Linked DNA regions of Mus musculus: all the other regions are linked to region 3. A link is a contact called in public Hi-C data. All regions are on one chromosome and are shown on one strand. The core of a region is the stretch at or near the end of the contact, and the rest is flanking DNA. Distances in the headings are between cores, read along the strand shown. Region 1 holds the start of Zcrb1 (zinc finger CCHC-type and RNA binding motif 1). Region 2 holds the start of Tbc1d22a (TBC1 domain family, member 22a). Region 3 holds the start of Lmf2 (lipase maturation factor 2).

Region 1 (2,890 bases), core at 383-2,882, 4.0 Mb after region 3:
CCCCCAGGTATGTTTTAAATAAGGTTATTTCTTATCATTCAGTCTAAAATCTCACCTCCAAGCCTAATTCAGTATCTCTTTTCTCTTTCGTGAGATGGGGTCTAAATTGTCCAAGCTGATCTTCCTACCTCAGCTTCCCCTGTGCTGGGGTTACAGGTGTGTGATAACTACTCTAGGCAAGTGTTCCACCACTCAAGTACAGGCGGCAGAGGAAGGCAGATCTCTGAGTTCTATGATAGCCTGTTCTACAGAGTGAGTTCTAGGCCAGTCAGGCACAGAGAAACCCTGCCTCGAAAAAACACACAAACAACAAATTCTCTTTGGGAAATTAAAACAAAATTGAAAAATTTCCCACTAAAATTTGCAGAAGATATCAACTAAAAATTTTCCCAGGGAGCAGTATTTTTGCTTAAGCTTCAGATTGTCTCTAAAGAAAGAATCCATTAGTTAGATGTACATACAACTTACCCGGTATAAATCATTGTTTGTTAGGGAGAAAGGCAAGTTGGATACATAAACTGTGCTTTTACTTGGCGCCAAGCCACCGCTCATTTCTAAAACGGAAAAAAAGGAGACATTGGGAATCTTACTCCAAGTAGAACCAAACAAGGACCATCACTGACTTAATTAGGGTAGAATTCCTCAGGCTCCATTCATTTAAAGAGATTAGAGTACCAGTGTGGGTAGGGTGTGAATTACCATATTCCTTTTCTAGCAGCGGGTGTTAAGCCTTTTAGGGCTGCGGTGCGATTGAAGAGGGGTTTTAGAGAGATGGAGAAGCCACAAGGCTATTTTTAACGCCTTCTTAGGGTAAAAGCGGAAAAGATGTTTCCCAAGGATTCGCCCACCTCCGAAAGGGACACCTGTCTACCCCGCCTCTTTTGTTCTTGTTTTTAAAAAAACTCCTGTATCTACGTCTGTATATATGGATTACTGATATAGGTAGGCCATGACGACAGAGACTCGGTTTTGTTAAGCTTGGGGTAGTTTCACATTTTGATAAAGTTCTTTAGATTTTTAAATTTCGTGCACAACCAAATCATGAAATGACACTCTATTACATGGATTACCTACTTTGAATGGGACATTAACCTGTATATTTATCAATGTGCTTAGTAATCAACGTCACTGTTAAAACTCTGCAAATTACAGGTGAAACGATCGCGTCGGTCGGCAGCAAGTGTTAAGAACCCCTATGAATGACAATGGACCCGGCACCCCGGAGGGCGCCCCGCTGGCCCAGTAGGAGGATTATTCAAAAAGCCTTAGCTAGCCAAAACCTGCTTGTCGCGTTTCCAGTTTCTCACTCTGAGAAATGCTAACCCCGGCTGGACGTTCCTGGGGCCGGAGCTGGGGTCAGGGTCGAGGCCGAGGCCGAGGCCGAGGCCGAGGCCGAGGCGGAGGCCGAGGCGGAGGCCCGGGCCGCGGCCGTCTCCTGGGCCCGGCGCCGTGGGAGCTTACCTTCGGCGCAGAGGCGAAGCGGAGAGGATGCGAGCCCGCGGCGGCTTCACCTCCGGCTGCCTTCCGCGGCGCGCAAAAGCGCGGGCGTCCGCGAACGCAGCGCGGTGCAGCGCTCCTTCCGACTCCCCCAAACCCCGACGGCCCCGGGCCGGAGGCTGGCGCGCCGGGCGACGTCACCGCGCGCGCCGGAAGTGCCTTTAGGGCGAGCGGACGTCTGGCTTCGCGGGTTTCACCGGCGGCTGAGGCGGCGGCGACAGAGGCGGCGGCGACAGAGGCGGAGGCTCAGCAGTGGGACGTAGGTGAGCGAGTGGCTCTCCGCAGAGGCGCGAGGGGCGCATGCGGCCGGCGGGCGGGCGGGCGGACGTTTCCTGCGGCGATGGAGATGTGCTTTATTCTGGACTCCTAGTGGAACCTGGAGAGGGACTCAGTGGATGCGGGAGGAAAGCGAAGTGTGGAGGAGAGTGAGACCCAGGTTCCGCTTCTCGGCAGGAGTTTAGTAAGCAAAAGGGGAGTTCTCAGCCAGGCAACTTCAGTGACGCCAGGTCAGTCAGGAAGTCTGGGTTTTTATCTTATTTTTTATTTTTTGGACCTAACCGACTCTGTAATAGGCACTTTGAGAGACGGACAAAAGAGTGCCAAAATAATCCACTTGCTGTTGAGAATGTCAGTGTGGCCGGGGAGACAAAGCCCACGTGGGGACAGTTGGAGTCACACAGTGACCCATTCTTGAGTACTGGCACGGACAGATGTTCAGCTCCATCGTCCCGTTGTTTATTACTATTTTTTCCTTTCTGAAAATATGGAATGGGTACGCACTGATTATTTTTTTGTTTTCCGAGACAGGGTTTCTCTGTGTAGCCCTGGCTGTCCTGGAACTCGCTCTGTAGACCAGGCTGGCCTCGAACTCAGAGATCCCGCCCGCCTCGCCTCCAGAGTGCAGGGATTAAAGGCGTGCACCATCACCGCCCGGCTACACTGATTATTCTTTAAGAGCTCGTCGTTTCTACAGAGAAATCCGAATGCTTATTTTGCCCGGTAGTTTAAACTTAACTTCTACCCACCAGCACGTACAGACCAGGCCTGTAACTACTCCCTGGGAACCTGCGTGTCAGCAGCCCGGAGCCCAGAGCCTGTCGTGGAGCCTGCACAATCAATCCTGACTGAAGCGGAGGGACGAAGTGCAATCCACCCAGGGCGCCGCTGAGTTTTGAGAGGCATTAATTCCTTGGCGTCCACCAAGGGACCACTGGGACTAATTCTCATGGCAAACTTGTGGCCAGCCCAAACTCCCAGGCTTCACATCCCGGTTGTGCTTGGTTATCGCCCACGATGTAAGCCCCTTTGGTCTTCTAATTGTTTGAGCCTTAACTCTCCGCGCTGTTTCGTGCTTCCTCTCGATTTGGGGGTACCACTGCTTCTCCTTCCTTAG
Region 2 (2,700 bases), core at 159-2,658, 3.1 Mb before region 3:
TATGTTCCATAAGTTGTGCCTGAAGGGGTCACCTAGGACCTGTTGACATTGTCCCTGGTATTTCCTGAAGTTTCTATGCTTGTGTCAAAAGGGATTCCTAGAGAGCCCGGTATTGTCATCCAGACAGCAAACATTTGGGATGTACTATTTCAGTTCCTAAGGCTCCGGCTGTGCAGGAAATGAAGAGGAACAGGTGCCACCCCTTTCTGCAGAGTCAAAGTGGAGTCAGGTAGCTGCTGCAGTCTAAAAGGAGCTGCAGAAGGCTTTACTCTTAAAGAATGGGAACAAAGTTGAGATACAGGGCTCTAGGCCATTGACCCTGCTCTGAGTACTGAGGATAAGTCTGGCATACAACTGGGCTAAGCTATATAAGGTTCTTTAGTGTGATTTCTTGCATCCACCATGTGCTAACCCAACACCACTTTCAATATGTCTAGAAGTCTGGGTCTTGAGAATATAGTCAGGGCCTGGGTTAAACAGGAAGACCATATCAAAAGCAGAAAAAGTGCACGAGACAGCTGTCGTGAATATGTTTCTCAGTAGTAAAGGCCACAAGTTGGCATTACCAGTGTTTCACTAAAGCTCCGGCCTGAGATGCCAGCCTCTCACCCTTGAGTCTAAGATCATAGAAATTTTACACCAATCACGTAAGTAATTTCAAGTAGCTACACTACACAGCAAAAAGTGAAAGTAAACATAACAATATATTCTACAGAACCCAATATATATAAAGTATCATTTAATGTAAACTTATAATTAACATTTCCGTATTAAGATTTTTGGATCTTGAATGTATCTTACAATTAAGCACACTTTACTGCGGTCTTGGAAGCACGCAAGCGCCGGCAAGATGAAGTCTTCGTGTCTCCGTGCCTATTCGTTTTTCAGCTGAAGCCCAGGCAGATCCCCGCCATCGCTTCAGATGTGCTCCGGTGGAAGTCGCTTCCTTCACCTCACTGTGCAGTGTTTACTGATCCGGGGTCAATGCCCTGGCGATGAGGCTTGGACCACACTACAGCGGGAGAAGCTCTCCATCCTCCCGCTCGCCTGTCCGCCCGCAGCAGGGTCCCGATCTGCCTGTGCTCCTTCTGGTTCTCGGTACTTGCTGGTTGGCTGCGAGCAAATAAGACCGACTCGGACCCCAGACGCACGCGGCTCCGGAGTTCATGGCCGGGGATCAGAGGCCGGGATCCAGAGACCTCAGTCCGTGCCGCTCGACCCGAGCGCTCTCAGCGCCGCCAGAACATACGCAGCTCGCAGACTCCGCTTTCCTCCCTGCGCTACAGCCACGCACATATCCCAGCGTCGCCTTCTCATGGCGTCAAGCACTGCCCGAAACGAAGGCGGGACTTCCGGAATCGCCGAGTCACAACTTCCGGACGGAGGCGGAAGCGCCTCTCGGCTCTACGCTTCGGAGTCCTGGTGTCTCTGAGGGGGCCGCCGGGGCACAGGAGAGGGCCGCTGGAGGTGTGGCCGACCGCTCTCGGGTGTCAGGGTTGCGGATCTGAGGGATGAGGAGCGGCCATGGCCAGCGACGGGGCCAGGAAGCAGTTCTGGAAGCGCAGCAACAGCAAGGTCCCGGGCAGGTGGGTGTGACGGGGAGGACCCGGTCGGGGTCAGGGGTCAGAGGTCAGGTGGCCGTGCTGTCCCGTTGCAGTGCGGGTGGCGTAGGAGTCTGGGGAGGAGAACCTGGCTCCTAGGAGACTGTTGGGCTATGTGAGGGGCTAGGGGAGTCGGGGTCGGCAGTGGGCGTGTGGGAAATGAAAGGTGACAGTGGCCGTACCAATGAGCAAGGAGGACGAGGAGCTGCCCCAAGTGCTTCCAGAGCCTGGCAGGCAGGTTCTCTCCTGCGAAACTCCATGACTCCCTGGGGAAGCTGGAAGAAACTGACCCAGGTCATGCCCTGGAGAGTTTGGTTGAGTCAGGAAACTGGCCAGGGAGAGGCAGTGCCTGCAGGGGAGGTCGGTCTCTTCGGGGTGCATAGTGGTTTGAGCACTTGGGTTTTCGTCTGTCACATGTGGGCTGATGCTTTTCCTTTGAGCGTGGAAGCGCCTTGTGAATTTCTGTGGTCCCACCTTCTGGCCTCTGGACACCGGTCTTTTGACAGCAACAGGAAACACAGAATAATAATAAAAACACCTGGGTGCAGTCTGGAAGCTATCGAGCTCCAAAGTCCTTCTGTGATTGGTTATGTGGCCTGATGCCTCTCTAGGTCTTAGGGAGTGAAGAGACAGTACCCGGAAATGTATTTCAGAAAACTCCATCACAAGATTTCAAACATAGTTTATTCTGTTTTCTAGCCAAAGTCTCAGATATGAAATTTAAGATTCTAACATTAGCCACCTCTCCAGTCCTGAAGGTTTTGACATTGAGGTAACTTAAGTAGAACCATTCGTGAGCTCGGAAAATGGTCTGTCTTCCTGTGCTTCCTAAGAGACACCATTGTGTGAATGTTAAATTTGTAAACTCGGATATCCACTGTATTCAACCACAAAATGTGCTTTTCAAAGTGGCTGGGGCTTGGCACGGGTTACTGACTGCTGGGCCACAGTGACTTGGGAGATGGAGGAAGTCCTCAGAGGTACCCAGACACTGTATTTTTTACAGGACCTGGACTGGGCTTGCTTGAATAGTTAAGAACTTTTATAAAAGCTATTATTATAGTTTATGATGAGTAGAAGGTCCTACTGTGACAGGGAT
Region 3 (2,889 bases), core at 370-2,869:
AAGAGCCTCTAGACCATCCCAGCTTCAGGCCCCGGGCCCTCACCAGTGAGTCCCCACCACGTAGGGCAGCGGCTGGTCAACTTGACCACACCAGAGGCGAACATGAGTCGAAACAGCAGCCAGCGCACGAGCCAGAATGGGAGGTCTTCATGGGGTAAGGCTCCTGCTAATCTACCCTGGAGAATCTTGTGTTTGGAAGGCCCCCTCAGCGGGGCTACCAGTATAGCTAGGAAGCCAGTCTCCAGCAGCAGGGAATCCCTATAGGGAGGGAAATATCCTAAATTTCCTATTTAGGTTGCTTAATAGGAACCTCCCAGGGTCCTCCCAGGAGAGGCAAACAACCCTGCCCAGTGGCCTCAGGCAGATTGGGCCCCCGGAATCACTCACCACTGGAAATAAAGGAACACTTGGCCCACCTGTAGGGAGAGAAGTGGTCAGGGAGCCACTGTGTGTCTGCTGCATCAGGTGAGGCAGAGAGAGAGGGTGGGTTAGATGAAGGCTGAAGTTTTAAGTGTCTCACTTGCCTGGTAGGCTGATCGGTATGCAACCCAGAGCAGCAGGTAGACGAAGGGGTGTCTCAGAGAGTTCAGGAGCAGGGCGCCCAGGGCTAGCACGGTGCCCAATAAGGTCAGTAAATCCAGACCTTGGGCAGTATCCAGCCCCAGTCTTGGTGCCTCCCACAGCAGCGTTGGTGTTTCCCACAGCTGCTGCCACAGGCCCTTGCCTTGGGGCCGCAGTGTTCTTCGAGCAGGAAGGATGCCCTCTGGGCCATAGAGGCCTGTGGGAGGGTATGTCAGGGCCAAGTCTTAGACATCTTCCCAGTCTAACATGCACATGAACTTAGGCCCCGGAGATGCTCCACCACCAGCTCCTGGCATGCAGATGTCCCAAACCCCCAACTCCAGGTTGTGCTTGCAGATGTTCCCATCCCAGGCAGGGCTTGCTCTGTCTACCAGATGGTCTCTCTCTCTCACGTTGGAAATTGTTGACCCCCAACACCAGGTTCAGAAGACCTGATTCTGGGTCAGCACCTTCTGTCAATTAGAGCGCATCCCTCTCTTACCTGCCCACAGAGTCCAGGTAGAAATCTGCCACCCACTCCCCTCGGGGTTTTTCCCTAAGCCTAGATGAGACTACTAATAGTTAAGGGAAATCGACCCTTGTGCTTCTTTTTCCTCCACTTTTGTTGCCCGCAAACTACCACCCCTTAATCCCGCGCAGAGAGAGGCCTGGACTTTACACCCGCCTCAGAGGGCAGTGAAGGAAGGGATGCTACCACGTCCACGTGTGACGATTCAACCCCTCCGCGCCCTCACCTGGGATCTGGGTGTAGAGGGACGCAAAGGCGAACAAGTAGACAGCGGCCACACCCTGTAGGAAAAGCTGCTGTGGGACCCGGGAGCTCGCCATGTCCGCTACGCGGTCTTGCCGAAGTAGTGCCCTCTAGTCTCCTAGCTGCCCCCAGCCCGGCCTCTGGCCCACGCCGCAGCCGGAATCCGTCAGTCCGGTCGGGTCACTGAGCTCCACCCAGTGCCAAAGAACTCACCGCTAACCACCTAGAAACTTAGTCTCCTCCGCTCCTCCAGGCCCCCCCCCTAGACACGGAGCCCCGCCCCCGGTGTAGGCCCCGCCCCCGTCGGGCCCGCTTCTTTACTTCTTCGAAACTGGGCCCGCCTGACGTCATACGTGTGCGCGCAGTGCCCTGGCTACGTACTTCCGGGGCGGGAGCACCAAAATGGCGCCAGAACCAGTAGCGGGTTGAGCCATGGTTCCGGGCTTCTAGTCCCGTTCTAGACATGGAGGATGTGGAGGTGCGCTTTGCTCACCTCTTGCAGCCCATCCGGGATCTCACTAAGAACTGGGAGGTGGACGTGGCGGCACAGCTGGGCGAGTATCTGGAGGAGGTGAGGGCGGCGGGGGAATGGCATCGGCCTGGGCGCTCAGGCTGCATTGCCACCCCCCGCCTCCGGGTCTGTAGCCGTCTGGTGTGTCATCCGCAGTCTTGTTTCTTTCCTCACCCCCCTTCAAAATCCAGCCTGCCTCTCGAAACTTTCAGCTAGATTCTCCCGGAGCTGTCCTTTTCAGGCCTCTGTCGGTTAGCGAGCTGTGAAGTCGATTTGGTTGGATGATAATCATTTTTCTCCAACAAGTACATTATTTCCGTTTTCTTTGGGGGAATACAATACATTAAGAAGCAAACTTTTTGTTTTCCCCTTTTGGGGGCGGATTTAACCTGGGGCTTTGGACAGGTTTGGCAGGCACTCTACCACCGAGCTTTTTTTTGGAACCTGTTTTTCTTCTTGAGCCAGGCGCCAAGGCAGGTCTTAAACCCGAAGTCTTCTGTCCCAGTCTCCCGATTATTTGCAACTACCAATCAACCCTACCATACCAGGACTCTTACAGTAATGGAGAGAGATCTGGTTCCCGAAGGAAAAGGGATTTTGTATCTTAGACCTCAAGCCCCGCCCACACGATCTTCCCGCAGTGCGACGCACCCATACCCCAGGCTCTTAATTTGAACCAGTTTTGTCCAGAAGGATCCGCCCCCTCCCCCATCCTGTTGGTGGCCCAGCCCCTCGCCGTAATCTAGCCTATCAGCATTCCATTCCTCCGTTTTGTTTTTTTTTAAGTTCAGGTCTATTCAGTCACTGTCTGCTCCGTTTCTGCACGTTCACACTTTGGCTCAACACAATCGGATCCCACTACTGAATAGTTACAGGTCTCAACTCGAACTGTAGTGGTCTTCGTATTTAAAAATAAAAGAGACGCTCGAAGTGCCCTGTTGGGGAGATTTCTCGGTCTGACAGCTTCCTTTTTGAAACAGTGCTCTTAGGATTTCTATTTGACTGCTTCTGTTTTCTTTCTTAAGTGTCGAGCTTCTTGGGGTGG

The links. Hi-C and Micro-C count contacts between places; a contact is called where the count stands out from the background.
Region 1: a contact with region 3 is called in a Hi-C map of B cells, with 5 read pairs. The contact joins the promoter of Zcrb1 here to the promoter of Lmf2 in region 3. A contact is called at or near these places in 1 of 39 promoter capture datasets (pre-B cells) and 1 of 484 Hi-C or Micro-C datasets (B cells).
Region 2: a contact with region 3 is called in a Hi-C map of regulatory T cells, with 8 times the contacts expected there. The contact joins the promoter of Tbc1d22a here to the promoter of Lmf2 in region 3. A contact is called at or near these places in 2 of 484 Hi-C or Micro-C datasets (CD4 T cells and regulatory T cells).

What each region holds. Positions count from the first base shown.
Region 1 is chr15:93,396,702-93,399,591 of GRCm38.p6, forward strand. It overlaps Zcrb1 (zinc finger CCHC-type and RNA binding motif 1), which reads right to left and starts at 1,633. Exons shown (of 8, transcript NM_026025.3): 1 at 1,462-1,633; 2 at 469-554. The coding sequence starts at 552. It overlaps Pphln1 (periphilin 1), which reads left to right and starts at 1,649. Exons shown (of 9, transcript NM_175363.4): 1 at 1,649-1,760.
Region 2 is chr15:86,213,051-86,215,750 of GRCm38.p6, forward strand. It overlaps Tbc1d22a (TBC1 domain family, member 22a), which reads left to right and starts at 1,409. Exons shown (of 13, transcript NM_145476.2): 1 at 1,409-1,586. The coding sequence starts at 1,525.
Region 3 is chr15:89,354,040-89,356,928 of GRCm38.p6, forward strand. It overlaps Lmf2 (lipase maturation factor 2), which reads right to left and starts at 1,620. Exons shown (of 14, transcript NM_178919.4): 1 at 1,317-1,620; 2 at 525-778; 3 at 388-416; 4 at 44-258. The coding sequence starts at 1,410. It overlaps Ncaph2 (non-SMC condensin II complex, subunit H2), which reads left to right and starts at 1,680. Exons shown (of 20, transcript NM_001115132.2): 1 at 1,680-1,904. The coding sequence starts at 1,797.